Linked DNA regions of Mus musculus: region 2 is linked to region 1. A link is a contact called in public Hi-C data. All regions are on one chromosome and are shown on one strand. The core of a region is the stretch at or near the end of the contact, and the rest is flanking DNA. Distances in the headings are between cores, read along the strand shown.

The links. A called contact is a pair of places that touch in the nucleus more often than the background predicts.
Region 2: a Hi-C map of cerebellar granule neurons shows a contact between it and region 1, with 1.6 times the contacts expected there. The contact joins two enhancer-like sites. A contact is called at or near these places in 4 of 484 Hi-C or Micro-C datasets (cerebellar granule neurons, cerebellum and nephron progenitors).

What each region holds. Positions count from the first base shown.
Region 1 is chr4:67,518,978-67,525,349 of GRCm38.p6, forward strand. It overlaps the pseudogene Hmgb1-rs18. Among named protein-coding and RNA genes, the nearest start is that of Gm23738, 660 kb to the right of the region's middle. Within about 2 kb of position 3,449, at least 5 of the 459 cell types and tissues checked have an H3K27ac peak or open chromatin away from gene starts, as enhancers often do. A contact at or near this core is called in cerebellar granule neurons and cerebellum, where this site is marked.
Region 2 is chr4:67,671,722-67,678,093 of GRCm38.p6, forward strand. No RefSeq gene overlaps it. Among named protein-coding and RNA genes, the nearest start is that of Gm23738, 510 kb to the right of the region's middle. Within about 2 kb of position 2,415, at least 2 of the 459 cell types and tissues checked have an H3K27ac peak or open chromatin away from gene starts, as enhancers often do. A contact at or near this core is called in cerebellar granule neurons and cerebellum, where this site is marked.

The DNA.
Region 1 (6,372 bases), core at 2,199-4,698:
TTGCCCCGGCGCTGTCTATCATTTTCTTTATTTATATTTCAAATGTTATCTCCTTTCCTGGTTTACTCTCTGAGAACCCCCTATCCCCTCCCACTGCTCACCAACCCACCCACTACTGCTTCCCTGTCCTGGCATTCCACTACACTAGAGCATCAAGCCTTCTCAGGACCAGTGGCCTTTCCTCCCATTGATGTCCAACAAGGCCATCCTCTGCTGCATATGCAGCTGGAGCCATGGGTCCCTCCATTTGTACTCTTTAGTTGGGGGTTTAGTCCCTGGGACCCCTGGGGGTGCTGGTTAGTTCATATTGTTGTTCCTCCTATGGGCTGCAAACTCCTTCAATTTCTTCAGTCATTTCTCTTGCTTTTCCATTGGGGGCTTTGTGCTCAGTCCAGTGGTGGACTGAGATCATCCACCTCTGTATTTGTCAGGCAGTGGCAGATCCTTGCAGGAGACAGCTATATCAGGCTCCTGTGAGCAAGCACTTGTTGGCATTCACAGTAGTGGATTTCTGGGTTTTGGTGACTGTATTGGGATGGATCCCCAGGTGGGACAGTCTCTGGACAGCTTTTCCTTCAGTCTCTGCTCCACACTTTGTCTCTGTATCTCCTACCATGGGTATTTTGTTCCCCCTTCTAAGAAGATCCATACTTTGATCTTCATTTTTCTTGAGCTTCATTTGGTATGTGAATTGGATCTTGGGTATTCCAAGCTTCTGTTCCACTTTCTTTATTTCAAACATGGCATGGATCACCACCCTACACATCTTAATCTGTAGAAATAAGGTATATTTCTGATTGCATGTGATCATAATACTGATCCTTTGGGATATATACTCATCTTTGCTATCTCTCTTCTACACAGAAAGCAACATAGTCATTGGTCTTGACCAGTCAAGTCAATTTCTTAAGTAGAATATTTTTTTAAAGCTCAATTGTCATGGTTTCCATATGAAACCCAAATCAATGATAATGCTTAACTTAGATCTATATGTAATACCCTGCAAAATACTGGAGCTCAGGTAAACCAAGGACCTCAACATAAAACCAGATGCATTAAATCTTGTGTTTATATTTCTTCTGTTTTAAATGCTTGATAATGTAATTTGAGGATGTCAGCTCAGTTTTTGTTTCTAATGTAGAACTGAGTAAAAATCTATTGATTACTTATCAATAATGTCTTTAAGCAAGACCGTAGTGTGTTTTTCTTAGGCAAGCATTCAAGGGTTGTGTCCAAAGGCAATTTAAAATTCATCATATCAGCGTATAAACATGTTTCCCCAGAGGAATCTCATAATCCCTTCAACTGGCTTATGCATTTTTAAATATATGAAAACAGAATTGCTGGAAGTTATAAAATAATGCTGGAGTGACAATTGTGAATCTTGATTTCATTCCCAACGTGGCAGCTAAACACACCATTCTCTTTCCTGGTGCAATAATGTGTAGATCTGTGTCCAGTTCACCAGGGCATTGTACAGCTTATTAAATATAGGCAATGTGTTTTGGAAATGGTTTTGGAATGAATGAGGTGGATACAGAATATGAACATAGCATACTCAAAATGTACATGGGAAAATTTACAATATACACACATGTTAACATATTTCCTCTTGCTTTTTTGATCTTTGTTAAGTCATAGTATATTTGAGCTTATTGTCAGATGTGTTTAGGAGCTGTTTTTGGTTAGGCAAAATATACATGGGAAAGAAAGGTATTTTGTCCATCATAAGAAGTTAATTCTATCACATTTGATGACTGAGGCTATGGTTTAGGGATTTGGGCAAGTGCAGCATGTATTGAATAAAGTTACTGAAAGTCAGTGTTCCAGCCACTAACTTCTCTAAAGTAATCATAATTATACCTTAGGTTATTAAACATTGTACATACTACATAACTTCCTATAGGTAATAAAATCCTAAAGCCAGCAAAATAATTTGACCAAAATGATTCTAACAAAATAATTGGATTTCAATTTATATGTACATTCATTTATTTCTGTATTCAATAAATAGTTATTGAATAGGTAATATTTATGCATAAGTAATTATGTATATATTATAAAATGGTTATGTGTAAGGCACTGTACAAGTAATTGTAATTATAACAATGAATGCAAAACATGAAGGTCCTCTCATCATTGAGACACCATTAAAACATCAATTTCTCCGGCTGTGAATGTTTGTGCTAAAGACATGTCAGCTCCTGGGAGCTAAGTATGGGGAAATGAATGATACAAAGGATAGATAGCATTAGAGGGGAGTATTTTAGATTCACCTGTATTTGCAGTAGGGCACACTTGAGAGATTACCTTGTGGCAGAGACCTGAGCAAGGATACAGTTGAGCCATAAAGTTTTCCAGAAACATTGAAATAGTGAGAAAAGTTGTAGAAACTCAGAGAGAGGGAGTTGTTTGCAGCAAAGAACTGAGAGGAAAGAGCCAAGAGGGCTGTTGATGCCATAGCAAGGAATACTTGGAAATATTAGGAGATGGTCAGCTAGCATGGTTTCTGTTGTTATCATTCTTCTTTGTATGTGATATGTACTTGATAGTGTGTATATGCATGGGTACTTGGTTGTGTGCATTGTGATACTGGGTATATGTGTACTTCGAGGTCCAGGTTTGGGTGTCTTTCCTTGATTATGCTCCGAACTTATTTATTGAGACTGGCTATCTCAGTGAATCTGGCACTCATGCTTTAGTCTAGGATAGTTTTGTAAGTGACCTTTAAGAACTCCACTGGTCTCTTCCTCTAGCACCTAGATTTCAGTAGTGCACAGCTACTGTTAACATTTTGCATAGATGCTGGAGATCCAACTAGAGGTCCTTTGTCTTTTTTGACAAGCACTTTATGGATGGATCCATCTCCACAGCACGGTTCTATGATTCCCTAGTGTTTCTACTGTAGATGACTAGAGTCTGACACAGAGACAGTCTAAAAATAATAGATAATTTTAAATAGGAAAGTACATTTTCTTTTTCATTTTGCAATCCTGCCATTATTGTTTATCATTCTTCTCTTTCAGAGATGAGAGATACAGAAGATCAAGAGCAAAAGCAGTTTCCAAGGGATGTTAGGCTTCTGAGCCTCTGTTCAGTGACAATTTTGGTCCTAATAATTGAAGACTAGATTTTCAGAGGAAATGTTTGATATCTGGGATTTATCCTGAACTGTACTTGCTGCTCATTTCTGGTCATGAATATATCTCTTGCCTCTGATTTTGCCTCCAAAGGCTCAGATGTCACCAGCCACCCTGCTGAAGTCTTACATTTCCAGCCATGGCCCCAATTGTGCATCCAATGGCCAGAGTAAACAAATGAGAAATTATCACTTGGAACAAACATCTGATTATCTCAGCAGCAATTGCTATGAAAACAGAACACAGGAAAGGGCAGTCGCTTGCTTTGCTGCTTTTATTCCAAGCTCTGATTGTTGTGGAATGAGGTGGCCTTTCCACCTGGCACCGGATAACAAGGACAGGTGGTGCCAGGTGGCATGGACTGTGGGGAAGAAGACAACACATCTGTGACCCACCCAGTCCAGCTCGGTTGACTCTCTGCATGTCTCTCGGGTGTCCTACTGTGGAAAGAATAAAAATAGAAAAAAGGATCCAAGGGATCCAGTTTGGGATGTGGCCCTAGAGCTTAGATATTATAGATCTTAAGCAAAATATGTTGCCTTTATTCAAAACTGCCCTATCAGTGGTGAGATGAATAGTGCTATTGTGAGACAGACTCAGGGAAAGTGAATACAGAAGTAGGTTGAATTGAACAAATAGTACTGTTTGGTGGCAATTTAATCTAATTAAAAACAGAAGTTTTAATGCCTGCTTTACTATATTTCTCTGTAATTTTAAGGATGAATACATTTTCAAGTATCAAAGAATTAGGTACACTGCATAAACATGATACAGGTACAAGATAAGATTTTAATATTGATCATTGGTCATCTTTTGGACTGATATAAGTAGGGTATCAGTATATTTAACAAAAATATTCATTGGTACTAAAATTTTAAATTAGAGTATTAAAAATGTTAACACTATGAGGTGATGCTTTGTAAGAAAGTGTTGAGAAAATGATGAGAGTGTAGCAAAAAAGAACAAAGTAAAAATTTCTTTAGCTTGTGAAGAACACATGTTGAGCATTTGTCAAATAGAGTGCCTTGGAAGTGGCAACCTGTGCCTCTAAAAATAGGCAAAGCATGAAGGGATGAGAAGGAGTACTTATATAGCTCTATGAGTCTCTTGGGCATGACATTTACTGAGATATTAAAGACAACACACCAATGCAATTTGAACAGGGACTTCATGAAAAATCAGAACGTCATTGTGTCTCCACATACACATGTGCTTTCCAGATGTTCAGCAGAGGCTGTGAAAAGATGTGATGTCATGTGCGATGTGAATGCTGGCTTTCAGAGATAAACATGACTCAGTGTGCATAACTACATGGTGCAGCCCTTCCAAAGAACAAAAATTAAATTTTATTATGATGAATAAATACTTGGGAGGAAGGAATTTTCCTATAATTACTGTATTATTCTGTGCCTTTAATATCAATTCAATTTCTGTTTTTTTATGTTGTAATATATTCATTAGTTATAACTAGAAATCATATTATAATGATGATAAAAGAGGGCACTGTATTATGACCAAATATTGAATGCCCAACAATTTGTATGTATGTGTGTGTATGTATATATATGTATGTATGTGTATATATATATATATATATATATATATATATATATATATATATATATATATATATTCACCACCAAAGTAAGTTATCCAATTGAAGATTGATACTTATAATTGGTCTTGTCTGATGTGGTTCCAAAGGTTGTGTTAAAGAAAATAATCCATAGTAAAGTAAATCAAACAATCCAATCTATCGATAAAAGGTGATCCTGAACATGTTAATTAACTTCTTGATTTTTTTAATATCTTCAATGGTACTGAAATATTTTAATGTCTTATTGATAGAAATAGGGTTTATGCATGGAGCACAATTGATAGCTTCTTAGAATTTTAAAAAAAATTAGTAGACCCATTTAGATGACTGAGTGAAATCTGAACTTTTAACATCTTTTGAGAGTTTTCTTCTCATTTTAAATTTGAAGAATACTGATTTAAGACCTTGAGTTCTTCAAATATTAACCTTCATTCAGAATTTGTCTACAGCTCTTCATTTTCCATAGACAATGTAGTATCATTAAGTCTGTTCAGGATCAGGGTTTAAAGCGTAGGGAGGATATGAGAGGAATTGGTGGCAGTTTGTAATTTAAAAATATTATATTAGAAAATTCTATTGCTAATTAACAAAACTGAAAAAATAAAGAAGTTGCTCAGACATATTCTACTTGTTAAGACCTAGGGTTGCTTTGGATGGTGCCTAGTCTTTTCTAAGAAAGCATAAGTAGCCTGAGTTAAAAGTCAATTTTTATATCCTACAGAGAAGCCAGTCTAGCCTGCTTCCTGACTTGTATGCTATAATGTAGAGTTTGAAGTCAGCAGTTTTCACATCTCAGAAAGATGCAAGCCCTTTGAGTCATAGGCCTTACCACGAGTTATAGAAACCATCCTGCCCTCCCTCATAAACCTGAACTCAATTATTGTTCGGCACCAACAAATTTGCTTTAATGTCCTTGCTCTGTAGCTATCACTCAGGGATGCTCTGATTAGCTGTATCCTATGGGATGACAAATGGAATGCATGAGCCATTTCTATTTTTGTAGTGATGCTGCTCTGTGATTAAATTCTAGAAGAAGGCAGAGTTTGTGGTGATGGCTGAGTAACCTTACCCCTATCCTCTGGCAAATAAAATGAAAATTTAAAATTGCCAGTGTTTTTCAAGATATCTATTTTTGGCATGGACCACTCCTGCTTTTCAAATCCTATTTTAAACCCTCCTCTGTAGCAACTAAGTTTTGAAAATATATTATTTCCTGTCATTACTCACAGTTCTGTGAGTGCATCTGTCTTCCTAAAAATGCCTAGTCACTCAAAGAGACCCATAGAGGAGACATGGAGTGGATCATCTCACAGGATTATCTCTACACTCTCTCTAATATAATCAGACTCTACAATCTATGATGTAGGTATAAGCACTAAACCCAGAGCAGGACAGCAATCAGAAAGAAGAAACATGTGGGGGAGAGGCATAGAGGAAGATAGACAGAGAAAGGGACTAGAGAATGAAGAAAAGAGATTAACAAGGCATAAAGGACAGAAAATAATGGTAGACCTAGGAAAGTATGAGGATGGATATTTTCTTTTTATATTTTTCTTCTTTATATCCCAATTTATTTACCAAGGTTTACATCATGATAACAACCTAATTTTTCTCCCAATCACATCTCATACTGCC
Region 2 (6,372 bases), core at 1,165-3,664, 150 kb after region 1:
CATTAATAATTTCTAGAAATGAAGATAAGAGAAAAATGACAGGAAAATTAAATCATGTAGTATGCTAAAATAAATACATATACATGAACACATATATGTGCTAGTATTGGGGATTTTGTTCAACCAAGAATTTATGCCCCAGTTATTCTTTTGGTCGGGTAATATTTTTGGTGCTCATGATATAGTTCTAAGTCAGGTGTCTAATCTACATTTTTCCAAGTATCATTTTCCCAGATTTATCAAACGTCACCCATATATTGTCAAATATCAGGGGATACAGCCACACCTAAATGTACTAATAAAATGTTTTTGAAATTATTTTTCAAATATTCATTTTTGAAGAACAAAACATCCAGGGATAAAAAACAAATGTATTTTTATTTACATCCTTGACCTGGTATTCACTAAATAATGTGCTGAGAGAACAGTTGGAATCAGCAATGTTCTTCTTATATCAGACAAGGGAGTAAAGCATTAATGCATGTTGATCTGCTTGAAGATGTCAGCAAACCCTACCATCCTGAGTACTTGCAAAATAGGGGAAAGAAATCAGCACATGTTATATAAGAATATCTTTTCCTGACACTGCAGAGTATTTTTATCCTGGTGGAAGTTGCCTCTGGGCTCCAAATCCTTCTGACAAGGAGCAAAGAAAGCTAATTGCAGTGAAATATCTTTTCAGGCTACCTGCCCATCACCAAATTCTATATGTATGGGGAATGCACACTTACTTTAGAAGATGTTTCAGTGGAAGGCAAGTCCCAGTGGAATTAGTTTTAAGGCCAAGGAAACTTCTACAGAGCACAGGACTCATATACAATGCAGAAACTGTTAGGTTGTGAGGAGTCATTAAAAAATCTTCCCCAGAAACTAAAGGAGCCATATCCTCAAGCAACCTGGCTTGACCTCTTATTTTATATTCAGGGAAACGATATCAGAAGAGTTATGTCACTCATCAATCTAGTACAATTAATTAGTTGCCCAAGATACTGTCAAGTCAGGTCAACCTGAATTTTCTTTAGGCAAACTTATTTATAAAAGAATAGTTTCACCCTATACATGTGAGTCATCTTGACCCTTCTGGTCTTGCATATATGGAAAATACCACTGCAGATCTAATCAGTAAGCCTGAACAGGAACAGGAAAGAGAAAAGAGACCTGATACCTATCCTCCCTTTAGAATGAAAGGAGGACAAATACAAACAATCAGATCAGACTCTGACATGAAGGACTAACAGTAATAAAGGTTCTCAGAAATTGAACCACTGACCAAAACTCATATGTGGGTTGGACACATGACCTCTTCACATATGTATCAGAAGTGCAGCTTCTTCTTCATGAGTGTCCTGAAAGAAATGGAGCAGCACATTATTTCTTACTCTTCTGCCTGCCTGGGCTGCCTTGTCTAGCCTCAGTGGGAGAGACTATGCCTAGTCCTGCAATGACCTGATGTGCCAGTGTGGGCTGGTATAGGGAATCTCCCTCTTCTCAGAGGACAAACGGTAGGACAGGAAGACAGGGGCTGTGATCAAGATATAAACTGAATAAATAAATAAATAAATAAATAAATAAATAAATAAATAAATAAATAAATGGCAAACAAAAATATTTTCCCTGTTTGCATAGGGCTAGGCCAGTGTCTATTCTCAACTTCAGCTAGGCTCATGGAAAAAGAAAAAATAAAATACATTAAGCATCCCAAGATGAACCACTCTGTTTCTATTCACATTCATGGCAAGTATTTCAAAAGGAACCCTCAATTCTAGAAACAGTGTATCCAAAGTGCCTAACACTAAAACTTGTACCAGTGTGAGAAGCTCTCAGTGACTATACATACTTACATTGTGGAGGGAGGCCTATCTGTTAATTAGTTTGTAATATGATTCACTGTGATATGACTGTCCTGAGTTGTCATTGTTTTGTTTCTAAGCATTATGTGATCTCTTTGTGTCATTTTGTAGGTAGCTCTTTTGGGACAAGTCTAAAGGCAAGTGCCAATAGCAATAATACAAAATAAAGAGGTATTCACTGGGAAATAAGATGATACTGTGGGTAAAACTGGGATAATGTTTGGATACCAGTCACCAATTCACAAGTGTTAGTTACGAATATACAGTCTTATAGATATTAACCATCCACCAAGGGCCAGCCCCTTAGAAACCATACTTAAGACTGAGGAATGACACTGTGGGGTAAATATTTAACAGCCAAACCTCTTGCTTGAATACCAGTCAAATTTCTCCCCTGATAAAATGCTCAAGCTTTTTGTCTTTTATTCCTCTCACTGCCTCTTGATTCTTTGAAAGTCTTATCTCTTCATTCACCAAAAAGCCCATCTCAGAGCAACCCAACCGTGGTTTCTATTGGTGCAACTCACTCTCCTCATATCCAGATCTACTGGAAGCAGAAGATCAACTGCTTCTCCATCTGTGACTTCTGACTTGAACAGAAGGAGTATTTATGGGTCACTGATAAGATACACATTCAAAGGACAGTGGGAACAGGAAATCTCATACACATGGAAATTGTTATTCTTCATGAACCTCAGTGTCTAGGAAAGATTGGAAACTTGGAGTGAATGAATCTTCTAATGATACTGGCTGCCAGGCAGGTTACTTATTTCTATCAGTTAAATACTTAAAATACAGAAAACAGTTCAGGCTTACGTTAATGTGTTTATTAATAAGGACTAAAACTTGCCTGATGAAAAAGGGACCACAGATCTAGAGAAACCACTGACTCCAAAGACTTCTGTGTTATTATGATTTAAATTAGATTGAGAATTCTACTCCTGATGCTTTTTTTGTCATTTTTTCTATTGTCCTAAGATATACATGAGTGACTTCTTGTACATGAATTGGGTCCCCTGTTTATGTTGACAAGGACAGAGATACCTCTTAATTTGCTGGTATCTTTCTTTCCATCACTTGTAACACCAACTTCCCTAGAGCCTCCAGGGTTTGGCAGGAATTGCAGAATACATACTATGGAAGCACATGAAGCAGGCAGCAAGAACACTAAAACATAAAGAACATTTTCAATAAAAAGTAGAACATTTCCCATTTCTCCATTTATATATCAATGGAGAATAGTTTATTTCTAGGTCACTGTACCTTCTATTGTTGAACAAATAGAATTTTTCTTCCAATACAAAGGAAAATTCCAGGATTCAGTGAGGAAGCATTTGTTGAGTGTATGTCCTCTTGGGTCATAATAGAATTTGTGAAATAAAAATGAACATTCTTATTCTGCCTTTGTCATATCCCCATTATTCTGGTTGATAAACAAAGGGCCTTCAACTCATACTGTCTGGGAGCCTAGCACGCAATTAACATGCATCAGACTTCTTGAGGCTTCAATCTGTACTCCTTGGAATAATTCTCTCACTCTTCTTCATCTGATTTTTCCATATCCCCAAATCATCACTGGCAAAATGTATTATAATATGTACACTGTAAAAATGATAAAAATAACCTGTTTTATTTAGAACAAAGAAAACCCAAAGAGCAAACTTACAAGTAAAAAAAAAGTCTTCATCTATGAATACAGTGATACAGTGAAAACTAAAATTAATAAAATCTCAGAAAATCTCCAGTTTGAGCAAGGGATATTTCTCTCTCTCTCTCTCTCTCTCTCTCTCTCTCTCTCTCTCTCTCTCTCTCTCTCTCTCTCTCTCCTTTCCTCCCTCCCTTCCTGTCTCTCCATTTCTCTTTTTTTCTTTCTTACCATTTTCACTGTGGTAGCTGACTGGGCTTTGCACAGACAGGCTGGTCTCCAGTTGATCTGAGATCTGAACCCTGGGAATGATGATAATTCACCTTCTTGACAAGGTAGGCATTCCGTCATGCTCCTGGAACTCTGGCTCCTGCCTAAGTTACATGCTCCCACACACACACACAGCTCCCACAAGGGAAGCATGGTCAGTAGTTATGAAGGCAATGGCCCAAGCTTCTGACCTTCAGGCTAAACTCCTCCCCAGTTGCCTAGCAACAGTGAAGACAATAAAAAGGGTTGTTCAGCCCCACCTCACTCTCTTATTCACCTCTGTCTCTCACTCCTTTGTTCTCTTACCTCTAACTTCTCTCACTCCTCTCTCCTCTTTCTTTTCTCTTTGTCTTCTCCTCTCCTCTCTCCTCTTCTCTCCTCTTTCCCTCATATTCTCTTTCTCTTGAGCCTTCTCTCTCTTTCTCTCTCTCTCTCTCTCTCTCTCTCTCTCTCTCTCTCTCTCTCCCCTATCTTCTCTCTTTCCCCCTGCATTTCTATAATAAATCTCTAAAAACATAGAATATCTCTGCTCATAAAGGCCCAATGTGCTTGGAGGATGGGACAGGCTTTCTCCTAATGAGCCATTTCTACTCTCCTGTTAGAAGGCCTTCCTATGCTCCAGTCAAGATCCACTGCACTCACTCTCAATGGTGTTGGGAACCTCTTCTCTCATCCCTCTCTCCTATAACCCCAGAGCTTTAGCAAGGTAGCACCAGGGTTCCCGGGGGCTTTAGCAAGGTAGCTCCAGGAATACCAGGTAGGGCTGCCCCTTGGCCACTCCCTGAAGAGTGGGATAGAGGAATGCCCACCCAGGGCTGAGTGGAAAGTGTATCGCAGCTCTCCCATGCCTGATAAATCAGAGAATATGTAAAACTCTGGCGGGGTGTGGGTTCCCCATCTCTTCCCCGGGCACCCTTTTTAGTTCCCAACAGTCTATTGCTATTGGATTGAGCACTGTCAGCCCAGATGGATATGAGATACAATTCAACATTTTTAAATGATATTTCCAGGTAAAGGATAATGCCATAAGCCCTAGGTATTCAGATGTGTGTATGTAATCACTAGTAAGCACAAAAACCAGGAAAGTACAAAGAACTATACTAGTGTGGCTGAAAGGAGCTCAAGGCAGACTACAATATAATCAAGTACAAGAGACATGAAGCTATTCTAAAGGTGGGACTCTAATTAGGGATAGAAAGAGACATAAATATAGATGAAGAATTGGACAAAATAACAGCAGGAATGTATAAATATTTATTATGATTCATACTATTAACTACCTACCAACCAAAAATAATTATATTAATGTAAGTCATCTTGCTTTCTCAAATAACCGGTGCTCACCTACTCAGGTTTGGGACAACCTGCAATGGAACTGGCCCTCCCAAAGCAATCACTAATCAAGAAAATGACCACAGGTCAGTCTGATAGAGACAATTACCCAAATAAAGTTCATTCTTCCCAAAAGACTTCAGTTTTAGTCAAATTGACCAAAGATAAGTCTCTCCAATCTCAGATACCTACATAGATGTCCCTACATTTGAAGACCACTGTGAAAGCTTTTACTTCCATAAATGGGGCCTAGAAGAGAACCTGAACATAAGTTTCAGTGAGTGATAATTTTACTTTCTGTTAGAAAAAATAAAATAATGTTAATAATGTAAAATATTCATTCTTTTTCTCAGGTTACAAGATAGTGACAATTATGTTCAATGAACTCTACTCTGCATAATACCTCAAGTACTATTTCTTACAAACTAGGAATATTAATGGCTAGTTAATGATTATAATAACCATAATTTTTCTTAAATTCAGTAAGAATCTTTTCATTGTTCGGTTAAGAAAACAAATGTTTGACTCATTTTGAATTGAAACCCTGAACTTTGGGAGATGCTTCAAGGACAGGGTTCTGTATTAATGAAGAGCCGAATCTTTTCACAAGTTGCTTCCACACTGAATCAAGATAATTGCGTCTTAGGTGGTCTCTTTTCAAGACTTCATCAATAATTAGGTAGAGGTCATTCATGTTTTTATTTGTTTGTTTGTTTTGTGGGTTTTTGGATATTTTATTTCCAGTCTGTACTTGCTAACTCCAATAGTGTTTGAAAAAAAATGAAAAAAAAATCTAAAGTTGGGTGTATATGGGGACACAGAGTTTGTACTAAGACCTGGATTAAAAGTGTTCCCTTGAGCAATCATTGAACAATGATTTTTGGCTTTAGCTCAACCTGCCTATGTGACAGCCTGTTCTCTCTGACTCAGCTTTCTGTGTCCAGACAAATGATTTCCTCCCAGTGCATTTTCCTGGTCTTACTAAATAGGCCTTCTAACCACCACTATATCTTTCAATTCCAGCTTGCAGCTTGGACAGCAGGTTTTCTTTTCTTTTTTTTTTAAATGTAACTAAGGAAGCATGCTTGCCCAGAGAAATTATGCAGACCCTGTGCAAGTGCTTGCTCATATCCTTTGGGCTTCTAGAGTTTGTTGCTCTCTCCGAATTCAGGACAAAGCCTATCTCATGCAATCTAGAAATTGAGACATTGTTTATCAGCATTGCCATTACTTTCAATTTGACCCAAACTTATTAAAGTCCAAGTGTATGCTAAC